Regions from separate parts of the Mus musculus genome. Here region 2 is linked to region 1. The links are chromatin contacts, called in public promoter capture Hi-C maps. All regions are on one chromosome and are shown on one strand. The core of a region is the stretch at or near the end of the contact, and the rest is flanking DNA. Distances in the headings are between cores, read along the strand shown. Region 1 has its middle 8.0 kb from the start of Cdc42. Region 2 overlaps Hspg2 (perlecan (heparan sulfate proteoglycan 2)).

Region 1 (5,997 bases), core at 1,437-3,936:
AGCTCCTGGTATCATCTGAGGGGCTCCCATCTGGAATGGGAGATGCTCAAGGCTTGAGGATTAGGGTGTATACATTTGCTTCATGATCATCCATCATTTTTGCATATCTGTTTTATAAGTTGGTTTTTCTCACAAATAATGTTTTATAGATTTTATTTCATGAAGATTATGTTAAAATAAAATATCTTTTAGCCAAGCACAGTGGCAGACACCTCTAATCCTACACATGGGAGGCAGGGGGATTTCCACAAGTGCTAGGCCAGCCTGCGCTGGCCTTTTTAAATAGGTGAGGATGGTCTGGCGGTGGTAGTGTACATCTGTAATTCCAGCACTCGGGAGGCAGAGGCAGGCAGGTGTCAGTGAGTGTGAGGCCAGCCTGGTTTACAGAGTGAGCTCCAGTATAGTCAAAGCTACAGAGAAAGCCTCTCTCAAAAACCCAAAAAAGAGAAAGAAAAAAAAACAAAAACAAACAGGATGATAAGCATAGATTGCACCCCATCAAAGAAACTTCTCTTTGCAACAGATGGAGACCACTACAGAAAACTTCAACCGGGCTGGTGAGATGGCTCAGTGGGTAAGAGCACCCGACTGCTCTTCCGAAGGTCTGGAGTTCAAATCCCAGCAACCACATGGTGGCTCACAACCATCTGTAACGAGATCTGACTCCTTCTTCTGGAGTGTCTGAAGACAGCTACAGTGTACTTACATATAATAAATAAATAAATCTTTAAAAAAAAAAAGCAAGGCCGGGCGTGGTGGCGCATGCCTTTAATCCCAGCCCTTGGGAGGCAGAGGCAGGCGAATTTCTGAGTTCGAGGCCAGCCTGGTCTACAGAGTGAGTTCCAGGACAGCCAGGGCTACACAGAGAAACCCTGTCTCGAAAAAACCAAAAAAAAAAAAAAAAAAAAGCAAGACAAAAAAATTATTTAAAAAAAAAAAGAAAACTTCAACCAGTCAAAACTCAGAGCTGTGCAGTCCCAATGGATACACCTACAAAATACTCTCACACCTAAGACTCAGGGAACATTGTGGAAGAGGGGGCAGAAAGAGTGTATGGGCCAGACAATTGGAGACTTTGCTGTGAGATAACATCAGAAGCTATGCTTGTAAGGTCTCACCAACATGGCCACCATGCCACGCCGAAGGGGGAAAGCCCATGAGGAAAGAGCCCTACAGAAAGAAGTAGAGGTGACTGAGTCAAACAGGACCAAACAGAGCTGGTCCTCCCTAGGGAAGAGCACACCAAATGGTTGTCCAGTGCCAAGTGGCCAGCCCAAAAAACACATATACAAATGACATTATACGGACCCAAAAGGTTATATTTAGGAAGGTGTACCCCAATAATATATGCATGTAGTAACATGAAAAAATGGGGGAAAAAAAGAGAAAAAGCCATAAAATTGAAGAAGATCAAGGAGGAGACCATGGGAAGGTTTGGAGAGAGGAAGAGAAGGGAGAAATGTTATAATTAAATTACAATCTCAAAAATTACAACTGGGCAGTGGTGACTCACGCCTTTAATCGCAGCACTTGGGAGGCAGAGGCAGGCAAATTTCTGAATCCGAGGCCAGCCTGTTCTATAGAGTGAGTTCCAGGACAGCCAAGGCTACACAGAGAAACCTTGTCTCGAAAAAACAAAACAAAACAAAAAAAACAACAAAAAAAAGCAGGTCCGATGCCATTGCCTATCTGAACTTCTAGCACTTGGGAGGTAGAGACAGGAGGATCAGGAGTTGCAGGTCATCCTTGGCTACATATTCATACAGCAAGCTTGCAGCCAGTCTAAGGCAGGACCTTAAAAAGAAAATCATGCTGTGGGGGTGGGGGTGGGGGGTGGCACACATCTTTAATCCCAGTTCTTGGGGGTTAGAAGCAGGTGGATCTCTGAGTTTGAGACCAGCCTGGTCTACAGAGTGAGTTCCAGGACAGCCAGGGCTACATAAAGAAACCCTGTCTCAAAGCCATAGCAGAGATGTGGCTCCCTCGGTACAGTGTTAACCTGGCATGCACAAAGCCCTGGGTTTGATCCCTAACACCATGTAAAGTTGGGAGTGGAGATACTCTGTCTTAGTGCTTGGGAGGTAGTGGAGGTCGGAAGACCAGAATTTCAAGGCTATCCATGACTACCCAGCCCAGGCCTTGCTGGGAGCCCCACCCTGATGCTGGACTCCAGATGCCCTCCAGGAATGCCTGGCCAGCCCATGTGGCTATGCAGCACCCGCAACCACAGCCCGCTCCATGGCCCAGGCATCCATGAACCGTGCCGCCCCTCCTGCTATCCTCCCCAGTCTGTGCCCACAGCATGGGCTTGTCCAGGGACCTGGACCTTTGCTGGAGTCAAAGAAACGAGGACTCACTCAACCTGTTCTCTGGCTGACTTTCCTTTGACTGGCCCAGGCTTGCCCACTTCATCTCCAGACGAAGCTAGGTGACTGAAGACAAAGACATGGTGGGCAAGGGAAAGTGAAGAGGAAGAAGGAGAAAATAGCTAAGCATCTCTGCCTTTGACAGGTACGATTCAATGAGACCCCCCACAAAAGGGTGAAGCCCTAAGAGAAAAGCAATCTGAGAACTGCTCTTGTGGGCAGTTAATTGTCTCTGTTCACATCGATACCTCATCTGGGCCACACGCTTGCTCACTGAACTCCAGCAAGCTGTGTTCTTTGCTGTTTTCGTCTCGCACGGATGTTTATCGCGCCTGCCTCTTCTGTCACTCAGCTGGCTCATCCCCCTATCGGATGAGCAAGAACCCCCCTATCGGTCTTGGCAAGAACCTTGCCTCTTTAAGGACATTCATTCCTTTTTTTTTTTTTTTTTTCACCAGACAGGGTTTCTCTGTGTAGTCCTGGCTGTCCTGGAACTCACTCTGTAGACCAGGCTGGCCTCGAACTCAGAAATCCACCTGCCTCTGCCTCCCAAGTGCTGGGATTAAAGGTGTGCGCCACCACTGCCTGGCAGGACATCTGTCCTTCCTGATGGGGTGTAAGTGGCGCCCCAGCTCTGCCTCACCACAATGCTTCACTTCCCTCTAGGGGTTTGTCACAATCTCCAATGATCTCACTTCTTGATTTTTCTTCTGCTCCGTCTCCTCTGGCTAAAAAGGCTGTCCAAGGGCTTCCAGCGAGGCAGTGCCTCAAAACAGTGCACTCACTCGCACTGGGCCATGCTTCGTGATACTACTGCACACTGGGCCATGCTTCGTGATGCTCTTTTCGAGTGGCAATGTCATGGAATCAGCTGATGGCCACCGACCAGTGAATGGAAATGAAAATGTGGCACATGTATCCAACAGAATACTATTCAGGCATAAAAGAAAACATGGGGAACATTATATGGAGATAAGTCAGGCTCAGAAAGACGCCCCCTCCTGAACGTAGATCCTCGCCTCTGGTTGTTACAAATGTGCATCCGTGTGGGGATGAATGGGAGTGAAGGGCAGACAAGTTCCTGTGAGAACTGAGGGAGAGAAAGACAACAGAACAAAACAGAAGAGGAGACACAACAGGGAGAGGAGGGGGGAGGGCCAGTGAGGTGGCCCAGAGCTAGAAGCAGTTGCTGCTAAGCATGACAACCTGAGCTCTAGCCTCAGGACTCACATGGTGGGCAGAGAGAGCAAACTCCTACCTGTTGGCCTTTGACTGCCACACAGGAACTGTGGGATATTAGCTATTTGCAAAAAATACTAAGTCATTCAGTAAAGATTTGAGCACTTTTTTTTGAGAAAAGGTTTTAAATAGCCCAGACTGGCCTCAACTCCCTACGTAAGCAAGGGTGATCCTCCTGCCTCTGCCCCCTGAGTGCAGGGATTGCAGATCCAGCAGGAAATCTTAATAAAGAGGTTTGTCGGCCCCGGGAAAGAGAAAGCCAAGAGAGATGGGGGAAAGGGAAGACTAAAATTCAGTGTGTGAAATATACAAATGAGAGATTAAAAAAAAAAAAAAACAAGACAAAACTCACCTAACACTTAGGAGGCAGAGACAGGCAGATCTCTGTGAGTTCGAGGCCAGCCTGGTCTACATAGTGAGTTTCAGGACAGCCAGGGCTATGTAGAGAGACCCTGTCTTAACAAACAAACAAACAAACAAACAAACAATTAATTAATTAATTAAGTTGATGGTGTTGAAAGGAGGACCCAGAGATGGCTCAGTGGTTAAGAGCACTTGTTCTTTGTAAATGGGATCCAGGTTCAATTCCCTCCACCCACATGGTAACTCACAGTCATCCTCAATTCGTGTTCCAAGGGATCAGAAGCCCTCTTCTGTCTTCCACAGACACCAGGCATGTACATGGTGCGCATACACCCCTGCATTCATACAAAAACAATAAAAAATTCTTTAACCGGGGGGTGGGGGGGGTGGGGTACAAATCATGGTGGCACAGACCTTTGACCATAGCACTCAGAAGGCAGAGGCAAGTGGATTTCTGTGAGTTCGTGGCCAGCTCGGTTTACATAGAAAGTTTCAGGCCAGGCAGACTATAATAATAATGATGATGATATCAATGGCAAAATGCCAGAGAGACAGAGAGACAGAGGAGAGACAGAAAGAGAGACAGAGGCAGACAGAGGCAGACAGAGGCAGACAGGGGAGGGGTGAGACTGTAGATTGCCTTGGCTTAAGAGCTGTTCAGAAGAACAGGATGCAAGAGGCAGCTGAGAAAGAATGACTTGGTCCTCCCTGAGCTGCAGGCTCAGACAAAGGATGCTGACTGAGATCGTCTGCACCTCAGGTGCTATTCTAGGCTGCTCCTACCTGAGAAGACACAGAAATCAGACAGACAGAATAGCTCAAAGACGAGGTGCGGTGTGTGTGAGCTCATATACCCTATTAAGCCCTAGAAGTGATCATGGGGCCCCAAGATGTCAAGCAGCTGGGTGTAGTGACTCATGCCTGCAATCACAACACTCCAGAGCCTGAGGCAGGAGGATTGTCATCAGTTGGAGGCCAGCTCAGATGTCCTAGTGAGTTCCAGAGCATCCTGGACTAGTGCTATGAGACCTTGTTTGAAAGAAAACAACAAAAACAAACAAACAAACAAAAACCCGCTAAATTTCAGCTGACTAGGGGCCAGAGGAAGTGGCTGCTTGAGCTGAGTTAGTGGCTTCCTGCCTAGGAGACACACCCAGTTTCTGTGCTGGGCAGTCACAGTTGTTGCTAAGTACCCAAGAGCCCTCCAGCTTTCATACAGAGAAGCCAAAAGCTGAAAAGGAAGTAGCCGCTGGTAAACCCTCCCCCATCCCTCCTCCTCCTCCTCCTTCTCCTCTTCTTCTTGGTTTTATTTCTAGCCCTGTCCCCATCACAGGAAGCAGCAATTTCTTTTACTTCTTGTTCCCACCCTAGAATAACATTTGATGGTCGCCTCTAAGCCGAAGTTCTTTGTGACCGCCTAAGATCAGAGAGCAACCACGAGCTTCCCACCTTGTACTGGCCCTGGGCTAGTTACAAAAATGAAGAGACTGCTCCTCCTGAAGCCAGAAGCATAAGCCAGGAGGGTGTGCTGCTGCTGCTGCTGCTGCTGCTGCTGCTGCTGCTGCTGCTGCTGCTGCTGCTGCTGCTGCAAACCTAGACCAGGATGTGGGAGGGGACCCTAGGCATATGATACATATTTGCTGAGGAGAAGGGACTGAGAAAGAATCAAGTCTAAGATGTCACAGTAGCATACTGGAGTCCTTCAGATGTTGCTTCAGGCCAGAAACCACAAAAGAAGCCACTAGTGTCTGTTATAAAGAATGAGGGGCTGGCCAGATGATAGTAGCACATGCCTCTAATCCCAGTACTTAGGAGGCAGAGACTATCAGATCTCTGTGAGTTCAAAGCCAGCCTAGTCTACAGAGAGAGTTCCAGGACAGCTGGGGCTATACAGAAAAAAAAAAAAAAAAAGACCAAGGGGCTGGATGGGAGCTATTGAAATGCCTTAACAGTTAAAAGTACTGGATGCTCTTGCAAAAGACTCACTCAGGGGTTTGGTTCCCAGAACCCATATGGCAGTTCACAATCA
Region 2 (5,997 bases), core at 934-3,433, 160 kb after region 1:
TCAGCCCAGGCTGACCTCAAGTTCAGAATCCTGTCTTAGCCTCTCAAGTGCTGGGATACTAACCATGTCTGCCTGACACTTGGCTTTCTTTCTTTTTCTTTTATTCTTTCTTCTTTAGACAGGATCTCTCTACAGAGACCAGGTTGGCCTTGAACTTGTGTTCATCCTCCTGTCTTTGCCTCCAAAATATGGAGATTAAAGATACACACTATCATACCCAACCACTTTTTTTTTTTTGAGACAGTTCGCTGTAGCCCAGGCTGACTACTTTATAGCCAAGGGTGACCTTGAACTCCTGATCAACCTGCCTTATCTCCAAAGTCATGGGATAATAAATGTGTGCTACTATGCCCTCTATCCCATCTTTTGGATGGAAGCCAGGGCTTCATGCAAGTTGAGTAAAAGCTATGAGTTACATCCACAATCCTGTGGCTACATTGTTGTGTTTTCTGGCTACTTTTTTCTTTCCTTCTTTCTTTCTTTCTTTCTTTCTTTCTTTCTTTCTTTCTTTCTTTCTTTCTTTCTTTCTTTCTTTCTTTCTTTCTTTCTTTCTTTCAAGATAGGATCTTATTATGTAGCCAAGGCTGTCCTGGAACTTACCAGGATAGACCAGGCTGGCCTCAAACTCACAGAGACCCACCTGCATATTGCCTCCCAAATGCTGGGATTTAAAGGTGTGCACCTTCACATTCAGCTCCAGCTACATTTTTACATATATGTAAATACATACATACATACATACATACATACATACATACATACATACATAAGAAGAGCCACTGGAGTTTTAGGTGTTTACCATGTGCCCCACTGATCCTGGGGTCCTCCGGAAGGACACACCGTATTCAAGGCAAAACAAGACCATGCTTAGAAAGAACATCTAGAGGACCTGGGCCCATAGCAGGAAGCAGGTCACCCAGAGAGCATGGTGGGCGTGTGCTGTGGGGTTGGGTGGGTTCTGGGTCCCTGCTGGGGCGCCTGTACCCCATTCTTCCCTTCTATTCTTCTGATCTAGTTCTCACTTTCCTACGAGGGCTTCTCTCTGCTGCCTGGAAGCCTCTATTACTGGCAGCTGCCCCGAGCCTTCCTAGGGAACAAGGTAACCTGGAAGTGGAAGGGCCATGTGTGTGTGTGTGGGGGGGGTGTCAGGGGGTGCATTTATTAGGCACTTGCTGGGTGCTGTATTATCAGTACAGAGGCAATTACTGGGCTGGCCTTCCAGAACTCTTCACTGTTTTTACCAGTCCTGCACTCTGAATGTCGCTGTCTTTCTCTCGTGTGTGTGTGTGTGTGTGTGTGTGTGTGTGTGTGTGTGTGTGTGTGTACACTTGCATATGCACATGAGCCTCTGGAAGCTGGAGGACAACTCCCGCTGTTATTCTTTGTTTTTTTGAGACACAGTCTCTCACTGGACTGGAGCTTACCGGAGTAGGCTGGCCACTCACGGTGTCCCTGGGGTCACTCTTTTTGTCTCACCAGTATTAGAATGCCCAGGACTTTTTGGGGGGGGCAGTTCTCTGAGAAGCAAACCCAGGTCCCCACACTTGCACATAAACACTTTACCAACAGAGCCACCGCCACCATCCTGGGTGTTGTTACTGTTACCCTGACATTAACATTCAAGTTGATATGGCTCCTACCTTGCCTCCTTGTCCCCATGTGACAGAGAGAGCCTCTTCATATTGTGTATACCTTGGGATCAGGGCATTGACTTAGTGGTAAGTGGTAGAATGCTTAAGGCCCAGGTCTGGTCGCCAGCAGTTGGAGGAGGGAGGCAGGATTTGATTAACACGTGTAAGACTGCAATCAGCAGCCAGTCTAGGCCAAGCAGGTCCAGAGGAAGTGAGGTAAGAGTCTACCAGAATCTGGGTGGGTACCATAAGAAGGGGAGAGCCATTGGCCTTCAAGTGTGTTCTCTGCACTAAGATGAGTGTGTCCCTGTATGTGGCCTGAGCTATGTAATCCTCGAGGTGCCCTTTAAAGTATTTTTTCTCCTATCTGCAGGTGAGGGAAGTAGGGCTCAAAGTAAGCGTGTCCACAGTTGTCCAGACAGCAGAGCTGGCATCTCTAGACCTTGACTAACATCCTTGTGTGGCACACGCCTTCCACTTCCTAGAAAGCTGCTCCCAGATGACACTGTGAACTCACTGGCATCCAAAACAAACAGGAATCCAGTTGTTTCCGTTGTAATCTGGTTGTTCTAATAAGTTTCTTACCACACCCTGGGTTGTTAAGAGAATAGCCCTGGGGCCTATGTCACCCAGGGCCTGGCGTGTAGCCAACTGGTGTTTGATCAATATTCACCCACTGAATGAACGCACTTGAACCAGACAGACACTCTGTGCTGGGTAGTTTTCAGCCAGCTGTCTGCCCTGGTGATGAAGGAGAGGGAAGAAAGTCCAGGGGTCAGAGCTGGGACCTCAGCTGCCAGGGTGAATGAGCCCTTTACAAAACTAAACCTTCTAACCATGCCTACAGAGACACAAGTCCAGGTGGTTTGTCCACAATAAAGAACAAACAAATAAACAATAACAATCAAACAATAGAATGGCTCATGAAACCACAGGGTCCAAGGATGACAGCTGGATACAGACACTCATAGGGGGTTTTTTCTCATTGTGTTGCTTCTGGTCCCATGGGAGATAGGAGTTTCCCTGTCCCGAATGAAAGAGGTGTGCCAGGTGCACTGTCCTTTCCCCAGCTGGGAAGAGGAATACATGGCCACCTTGCGTCTGGTCACACTGGGACGGACCCCACCCATCTCCCTTCCTGATCTAGAACCGTGTTAATTGGGCAGGCTTGGCTGGCTTGCTCTCCACAGCAGATGGGAGGGACCCGTGCGTACCAGAAGGTTGTTATATAAAGAGAACAAGGAGGGGACTGGAGAGGTGGCTCAGAGGTTAAGAGCATTGACTGCTCTTTCAGAGGACCCAGGTTCAATTCCCAGCAACCACATGGCAACTCAACCCCCTGTAACTCCAGTGCCAGGGATCTAAGGCTTCTTTTGACCTCCACAGGCTTCCATACACTCATGGATTATTGTACTACACATACACACCTAAAATAAAGTAAATAATTTAAGAGAAAGAGAGAGAGAGAGAGAACAAGGATGTAGTTCACAGAAAGAAGGAAGTAAATTCTAGACAGATCCAAAGCCAGAAACCTAGGAGACGAGGCCTCCGAACCCATGCAGACCCCAAGCCCTGAGCTAAAATTTCTGATCTTGGCAGCGTCTCACTGCTATTACTCTTGTCATTTTATGGGAAATGCCTACACATAAAAAGGGACTCAGAGTTTGCTGACTGACTGTCAGGCAATGGAGAACGGGAGGGAAAGATGTCCTCTCATGAGGAAGGCTGGAGAGGAACTGAGAGGGCCTTTCAGCCTCTCTGTGGTGCGAGCTCTGGCCTTCTGAGGTTAGGGTGTGACACACAGGAGCAAGAGGCTCTGCCCCTTACCTGTGAGATCTTGTCCCTCCACAGGTGGCAGCCTATGGCGGGAAGCTGCGGTACACCCTCTCCTACACAGCCGGGCCACAGGGCAGCCCACTCTTGGACCCTGATATCCAGATTACGGTGAGCTCATTAGAATCCACCGTGGTCAGGCAGAAGAGTAAGTGGAAGCCACGGTCCCAATACCCAGCTAGCCAATGTGGTCTCCTTGCCACTGCATGGCTGGCTACTCCCAAGTTCTTAGCCTGGCTGCTGTCCATGGGCACAGTGGGCAGACGCATGAGCTTGGGGGTGTGGACGGACGAGAGTCCAAGTGGTTGGGAGAGCCTGGGGTTGGTGGGTACCCCTGCCCTAAGTACCCTTCCTAACCTTGCTGGTGTCTCTGCAGGGCAATAACATCATGTTGGTGGCTTCCCAGCCAGCACTACAGGGCCCAGAGAGGAGGAGCTATGAGATCATCTTCCGAGAGGTGGGTAGCACTTGCCTTTGACTCCCCAGGCACACAGGTCTACAAGTTCAGGAGATGTGGCCCAGAGCTTCCACTGACACTTGCTGTCCCCCTACACAGGAGTTCTGGCGGCGGCCAGATGGACAGCCTGCGACCCGAGAGCATTTGCTCATGGCCCTGGCAGATCTGGATGAACTTCTGGTGCGGGCCACATTCTCCTCTGTGCCACGGGCAGCCAGTATCAGTGCCGTGAGCCTAGAAGTGGCCCAGCCAGGGCCCTCCAGTGGACCCCGAGCCCTCGAGGTGGAAGAGTGTCGCTGCCCCCCAGGCTATGTTGGCTTGTCCTGCCAGGTGGGTGTGTGGCTGGCTGGCCTGGCTGCATCCGCTCCAGTGCCATGGTGTGTGCAAAGTGGTTGGTCAGTAACCACTGCTATAGGCCGTAACTGCTCGCTCAGTTAGGTGACTTTTGTTCTCACATTGTTGTGGTCACTCCCTAAGAGCCAAGCCATCCCTTTAAAGACTTTTTTTTAAGGATTTTATATATATACTGCAGCTATCAGATGTACCAGAAGTGGGCATTGGATCCCATTAGAGATGGTTGTGAGCCTCTATATGGTTGCTGAGAATTGAACTGAAAGCCTCTAGAATAGTAGTCAGTGCTCTTAACCTCTGAGCCAGCTCTCCAGCCCCAAGCCATCCCTTTAACTGATAGAAACAAACTCTCCAAGGGATAGGTGACTTACCCAGGGGCACACAGTCAACATGCGGGGGACTAACGTGAACCTAGATCTGATGGACTCCAAAGTCTGTTTGTCCTAACCAGCAGCCACTACTGCCTAAAAAATGGCAGATGGGGAGACACGCTCAAGCACATAAGACTTTCAGAGCTGAGCAAGGACATGCCTCAGGCGCACAGCACGGAGTGATGTCACTGTAGGCTTCAGGAGAAGCACATGGTGGCTGGGTCTGCAGCCGGGTCACTGTGAATAGCTTAGAACAAGGCCCTGAAGTGGGGCAGTCATGCTGCTATAGGCATCCCATGATCGGAGCCACACAGGGACAATGTGTCTGTTGAATGCGGATCGAGGCATGGTGTACTGTGTAGCGAGGGTCCGTGGGTGGGACAGAGGTCTGTCACTTTGAAGCTCCTGGGAGTCTCTGCCAGATGTGGCCCAAGCTCTCAGCTCCAGGTGGACAGGAGTTTACCCTACACGTGACATTGACTCTTTCAACATCAGATGAGGTAGCAGAACCCTTTCCAGGGGGGGTGGGTGGCAGGGAGGCCAGGAGTTGGGTATAGCTGTAGCAAGCCCACGTCTCTACACTTTAATGTCCCTATGCTTTATCTGGGGCCACCGACCTTCCAAATCCCAGTGTGGAAATTCATGCTCCTCAGAGATACCAAGTTTGCCTCATTTGAAGGAAGAGCTGTTGGGAAGCGCCTCTGTGCCCTGTGCCTATTGCAGCTCAGCCCAAGATATCCATCACCTGACCATGTATTGTGGAAAGGAGGCCTTTGACAGAAGGGCAGGGTAGAGAGAGAACCGCCCGCTCTCCAGACCTGAGATCCTTCATCTCCAACATCTGCCATGCTGTGTGTGCTTCCCCTATGACTGTGCCTGTTTGGCGTGGGTTTTGGTTTTGGTTTGATTTGAATTTTCAAGGCAGGGGCTTATATAAGCTCAGGCTAGCTTTGAGCTTGATATATAGCAGGGGCTAGCCTTGAACATCCCAGTCTTCCTGTCACCATTCCTAAAGTGCTGGGATTCCAGATGTGTGTCACCAGGCCTGGCAGGATCACTAACTAATGCATGCAAAGCCAGTTTTAAATATTGGCAAGATGGCTTAGGCGACAAAATCACTCACTTGCCACAGTGCCCAGACCTCAGCTCACCTCCCAGGACCCACATTGTTGAAGGAGAGATGACCTGATTCCTACAAGTTGTCTCCTGACCTCCAAATACACACTGTGGCTCATACACACTCACACAAATACATAAAAACACGCAAAATATCTACAAGGGCCCTCTCTCCCAAGTGATCTTTCCAGCTGACTTCCCCACTTAGCTGTGAAGTGTTTCTAGAAAGACCGTTCCC

Evidence for each region. Capture Hi-C pulls out chosen DNA fragments and counts their contacts.
Region 2: a promoter capture Hi-C map of adipose tissue shows a contact between it and region 1. The contact joins two enhancer-like sites. A contact is called at or near these places in 1 of 484 Hi-C or Micro-C datasets (nephron progenitors), 1 of 115 datasets of contacts at active chromatin or transcription factors (pancreatic cancer cells) and 2 of 9 other capture datasets (adipose tissue and liver).

What each region holds. Positions count from the first base shown.
Region 1 is chr4:137,362,810-137,368,806 of GRCm38.p6, forward strand. No RefSeq gene overlaps it. Among named protein-coding and RNA genes, the nearest start is that of Cdc42, 8.0 kb to the left of the region's middle. Within about 2 kb of position 2,687, at least 58 of the 459 cell types and tissues checked have an H3K27ac peak or open chromatin away from gene starts, as enhancers often do. A contact at or near this core is called in adipose tissue, where this site is marked.
Region 2 is chr4:137,525,323-137,531,319 of GRCm38.p6, forward strand. It overlaps Hspg2 (perlecan (heparan sulfate proteoglycan 2)), which reads left to right. Exons shown (of 97, transcript NM_008305.3): 34 at 3,483-3,575; 35 at 3,841-3,921; 36 at 4,021-4,251. Among named protein-coding and RNA genes, the nearest start is that of Mir7018, 10 kb to the right of the region's middle. Within about 2 kb of position 2,184, at least 14 of the 459 cell types and tissues checked have an H3K27ac peak or open chromatin away from gene starts, as enhancers often do. A contact at or near this core is called in adipose tissue, where this site is marked.